2 separate regions of the Danio rerio genome follow, and region 2 is linked to region 1. A link is a contact called in public Micro-C data. All regions are on one chromosome and are shown on one strand. Each heading gives the region's core, a stretch centred on a gene start, on an enhancer-like site or on the middle of the called end of the contact. The rest is flanking DNA. Distances are from core to core; before and after follow the strand shown. Region 1 overlaps col4a6 (collagen, type IV, alpha 6). Region 2 overlaps col4a5 (collagen, type IV, alpha 5 (Alport syndrome)).

What was found. A called contact is a pair of places that touch in the nucleus more often than the background predicts.
Region 2: a contact with region 1 is called in a Micro-C map of caudal fin, with 9 times the contacts expected there. The contact joins two enhancer-like sites. A contact is called at or near these places in 5 of 18 Hi-C or Micro-C datasets (caudal fin, embryo, hematopoietic stem cells and 1 more) and 1 of 4 datasets of contacts at active chromatin or transcription factors (caudal fin).

The regions. Positions count from the first base shown.
Region 1 is chr7:52,815,507-52,818,206 of GRCz12tu, forward strand. It overlaps col4a6 (collagen, type IV, alpha 6), which reads right to left. Exons shown (of 45, transcript XM_073907322.1): 8 at 1,418-1,477; 9 at 1-49. Among named protein-coding and RNA genes, the nearest start is that of ankrd46b, 59 kb to the left of the region's middle. Within about 2 kb of position 1,300, at least 2 of the 62 cell types and tissues checked have an H3K27ac peak or open chromatin away from gene starts, as enhancers often do. A contact at or near this core is called in caudal fin, where this site is marked.
Region 2 is chr7:52,968,802-52,971,501 of GRCz12tu, forward strand. The region is part of intron 1 of col4a5 (collagen, type IV, alpha 5 (Alport syndrome)); the gene reads left to right. Among named protein-coding and RNA genes, the nearest start is that of col4a5, 23 kb to the left of the region's middle. Within about 2 kb of position 1,425, at least 1 of the 62 cell types and tissues checked has an H3K27ac peak or open chromatin away from gene starts, as enhancers often do. A contact at or near this core is called in caudal fin, where this site is marked.

The DNA.
Region 1 (2,700 bases), core at 50-2,549:
TTGGACCTGGGTATCCCTGTGGACCTGGAGGGCCTTGGGTGAGAATATTCTAAGGATATTACAAAGAATAGTTACAAAAAAGTGATACTTGATTTTTTTTAATAATATTAAAAAATTAACAGGAAAAAAATAGTATAAAACGTGTCACAATTTTCTCTGGAAAACAATTTAAAGATGACTAAAGACTTAAATGGGAAATAAAAGCTGTCAGAGATTTTGTGTAACAAACAACCTTTATTTACATCTAATCCTATCCAATTTATTTATTAGCATATTTATTAGATTTAAAACTAAATTATTTTAGCTGTAACTATAAATCACCTTAATTTCTAAATCTCCTACACAATAATAAACAGGACATTGGCTGAATCACTGTTGCAAAGTTCATCAATTTCAGCTGTAAAGCAGCTTGAATGCAGAACAATATTAGCATTCAGCCTGGTCCAGATTCCAGGTTAATTCAGTTAATTTCATCAGCATTTTTAAAGCTGTAATATGACCTTAAAAGCAGCTCTACATATGAAAATAATCATATAATTTCGATATTATTCTTTATTTATGTTTTCAGTTTTCATCCTTAGTATCATTAGCCTACAGTCACAGAGATATCTTCTAAATATTGAATGCAGTTTAATGAGTAAGATAAATGTTGTTTGTGTGTGACACCGTTGCACTCTTTTGCCATTCAGAAGCTTAAAGGCACCAGTCTTTATTTAGAAAATGTGAAATAAATGAAGATTATTGGGATATACCTGTTTTAAAACAGGCTAAAATGTAATATATTTATATTATATCTTTAAAGAGACAAATATTGAACCTTGTGTTCTTCTAAACTTTTATGAATTTCTTTATTTTGTTGACAATAAAATGTAAAACAATACTGGAAAATACAGCCGCTGTCAATCACAGTAGGAACAAAAATGAATAAATAAATTAACAAATTAATTAATAAATAAAAAGATAAAATTGTAAACAAACAGACAAACAAACTAATAAATAAATAAAAATGGAAGTTAAATTCAGTTTTATCTAACATTCTTCAGTATATCTCCCTCTGTGTTCAACAGAAGAAAGAAACTCAAACAGGTTTAGAACAAGTGGAGGATGAGAAAATGATGGCACAATTTTCATTTTTGGGTGAACTTTCATTTTAAAGACAATCGTCCACACATGGCCCACCTAAGAAGATTTAAAACCTACAGGTAATATAAAAGATGCACGAGGTGTTGAAAATGACTGAGGGATTTTCCCAGACAGGTCTGCACTCCACACCCAGATTTACAACCGCCTCACAACACATATTATTAACAGGCTGGCAGTAAACGAGCTGTAGGACTGTGGATGAGTGTATGACTGTGTGTACATATAGAATGTTGTCATGTGTGATTTGACTTCATGAAGAATGGTTGCAACTTACTTGGCTGGGAATATTTAGATAGGATGGTTCTCCTTTTTGACCCTTTAGACCAGGAAATCCCTAAAAGCAAGTGAAAAAAGTGTAAATATAAAAACTGATGTGCAGTAAAACTTTACAGACATCTATTTTATAGCTGTGCAACTATAAAATCAGTAACCAAGAATTGCACTATTACATAAGCAGGCATTTGAGTTTATATTTTTGAGTTTATGATACATAAACTTTGTGTTTTTACATATTTTGAGTGAAAAACATTGATTTACCTAGAGCTAAAAGTAGTGTTCAGAACATGGGCCAAAGTTGGTAACCTTTGATTTGGCCCGCCATCCCATCTGAGAATGGTTTAGAGTCATATCAAATTTGATGTACCTTTTATTTGTTTGTCTTATTGTTAAGCTACAAAAAGGCTTTCTGAAAGTAAATGTTTCAATTTAAATGGTATAAATTAATCAGAATTAGTTTAAAATGTACAAATGAAAGAAAAAAGGGTCAATGCAGAGACTTTGGTGAGTAAATCAAGGCAAAGGCAGATTCTGCTTGCCTAGTAAATTCAGCATTGAAATCCACTGTGTTACAAATGTAATTGTCTATGTTTTTATTGTTATAAGTTATCATTTAAAAAGTTACACTGCATTAGTTAATATAATTCAAAGTAATGTTTTCTATTTATTTTTTTAATATTATAAAAAAATTATATGAATTAGTAAAGTACCCATGGCAGCTTTAATGTTATGTAGTTTGGTATATTTATCTTCAGCCCACGGCTATCAATGAGATTTGTTTTTGCCCTTTCATATGAAAAAGTTGTGACACCCCTGCTTTAGACCAACAATAACCCAGAGTTATGAGCAGTGTTTAAATCTCTAATATATGAATTTATATTGAAGAGCCCCTATTATGGATTTTTGAAAATGACCTTCCATGTAGTGTGTAATACAGCTCTACAGTCAAGTGAAATATCCAGCTAAGCCTTGAATCTGAAAGTGCACAGTGTTTAAAACTAATGCTTCATTTATAAAAGAGTCGATTCAGAGTGGTTCAAATGAATTGTGGGGGTAACGAGTCCTTAGCCGTGTCGGCGTGACATTAATATGGATCTCAAGCCCCACCCATTTGCTGCGCACGCAGACTCAGAAAAATTGAATCCCCCGGGCCCGCCCACAAACACTGTAGAAAGAAAAATAGGAAGACAAACACTATAGCAGGTCCCGGTTGAATTATGTCGCGAAGATGCTTTGCTCTGAAGTGTGAGGGAAAGTTTGTGTTGTTTTGCCTACCCAAAG
Region 2 (2,700 bases), core at 175-2,674, 150 kb after region 1:
CCAAAAAGCCAAAGCAAAGCAAACACTAGCAGATGACTGTGGTAAAAATAGAGAACCACAACTTACAAAAGAGAGAGATCGACTTAGAATGTCACTTACCTGATTTATAGTGATTTAACCAGCTGTAGTTTAAAATACTAAAAGAAAACACTGAGTTTTTCCACCCCCTAAGAACTTATTATGTGATCTCTGTCACCATCTTGTGGCGCAACCATCTTTGGTCTGCTTAGTATGACAAGCAAATGGCTGCTGAATCCTTGAAATTATAAATATTTAAAACAGTCTCTATTCTAATAAATAAACTGCATAGTTTAAATCTAAACAACTACTTTCTCACCTAAATAGCCTCAAAAGTACATTATGTTGTCCAACGGCTGCATTATTTGTCAAACTGTAGTAAGTTTAGTGATCTACCATCACTCTATGTGGGCGTAGTAATACACAAGGGATAAGAGGCTGTTAGAGTGCTGCTACTGCAGAATATTGCACGGCTATCAGCCAATCAGATTCAAGAACCAGACAGAACTGTTATATGAAGAACAACCAGCCCAGAGTAAGAATGTTGTTTTATTTTTACTTTAATGACTCACCCATAGTTTTATTCAGATTATCTAGATAATATTATTAATCTATAATATTAATAATATTAATCAATAGTTTTATTATAGATTTCATTGTCAGAAATATTATTTCAGATATTAAATATATTACAAATCAATTTATACATGTTATTTTATGCAGACACTTCAATGGGATATTTTCACCCTAACTTCAAAAGTTTTGTTGTTGTTGTTGTTTTAAGCATACACATATGCTGCACTATTTAATCTTGTTGTCTTTAGCCCATCAGTGCTTTTCCAATAATGCTCTGGCATCTGTGGCATTTCATCATCTATCCTCCTCTTGCCTTGTGACAACATTCAACATTTAAAAACTTTGTCGAAGGAAGAGAGAAAAAAATCACATCAAAAATATATTTTACACAGTATTGTTAATAATAAGTTTTAAAATTATGTCTGTTAAAAAAAAGAGTTGTTCTGAAATATCCCGTCACAGCTATTACTTTTGCTTAAACTTCTTTATGACAAAAACTTGAAGAGAGCTTGAAGATGTAATTCATTTGAGCCCAGCAGTTTTAGATTCATGCGCATGGCATGCAGGTTTGAACATGCTCGGAGGGAGATAGAATTAGATCTCCAGATTATAGCTCAGGTGAGAACTTGTCTCACAATCACTGGAGTGCCAGTCCACGTCCACTCGCTTCTCTCCCACTATCCAAGCCTCACTGTAATTTCTGTTTTTCTTCTTAACATTACTCTGATATTACAAATGAAAGCTGATTCCCGGAGTGGGTTTGTTTATACAGCAGTCTAGATCTATTGACCATCAAAGCTGGATACAGAAGCCCTTTTCTTTTTTTTAGCGTGCTCTAGTGGTGAAAAGAAAGACAGCATGTTTCATGAGCACACCTGCTGTTGCATAAACTACTTTGTACTGATATGCAAATATTTAGAGGGAATCCCGTTCACAGCAAAATCTTGTGTCGTGCACCTGGACATGTTGACATTGTTGAGTTTTAAACAAGTGCAGAATAGGATGATACGTTTTCTAAATATTGTGCCTTTTCTGATGTTTTTACTGCTCGTGCGATACGGGAAATATCCCAATGTAGCTTTCTCTAGGGATTCTGTTTATCTGTTCAGTTAGCAACATGGACATCTAGGAGCTTGTAGTAGGGAGTCAGACAGTTCAACCAAGTAATGCTAATTCTGTCAGGATTTACTGACTCTCCACTTTTTCATCATAACCTGTTGGAGTTTCTTTCTTATGTGGACCACTGTAGCCTTTGACTTTTTTCCATAGTAAGTCAATGGCCACCTCCAACATACTTCGAAATATCTTATTTTGTGTTTAAGATTAGATGAATAGAGTAAAAAAAAGTTACCTAATAGTTATTATCGTATTTAGACTGTTTAATCAATGCATTAACAACTGCAAATACACTGGCCACTTTATTAGGTACACCTTATTATTACCAGGTTGTTCCCACTTTTTGCCTTCAGTACTATCTTAATCCTTCATGGCATAGATTCAACAAGGTACTGGAAATACTCCTCAGAGATTTTGGTCCATATTGACATGATAGCATCACAGATTTGTCGGCTGCAAATCCATCATGCGAATCTCCTGATCCACCACACCCCAAAGGTGCTCTATTGGATTGATATCTGAAAAGGCAGGATTGATCCATGCTTTCATGTTGTTGACTTCACCTTTGACCCTACCTTTTGAATGTTGTGGCAGAAATCGAGGCTCATCAGACCAGGCAGCATTTTTCCAATCTTCTATTGTCCAGTTTTGATGAGCTTGTGCGAATTGTAGCCTCAGTTTCCTGTTTTTTGCTGACAAGAGTGGCACCCGGTGTGGTCTTCTGCTGCTGTAGCCCATTTGCTTCAAGGTTGGACGTGTTGTGTTCAGTGATGCTCTTCTTCATATCTCGATAGTAATGAGTTACTGTTGCCTTTCTATTAGCTGGAACCAGTCTGGCCATTCTCTTCTAACCTCTGGCATCAACAGGGCATTTGCACCCACAGAACTGCTGTTCACTGGACATTTTCTCTTTTTCAGACCATTCTTTGTAAACCCTAGAGATGGTTGTGCATGAAAATCCCAGTAGATCAGCAGATTCTGAAATACTTA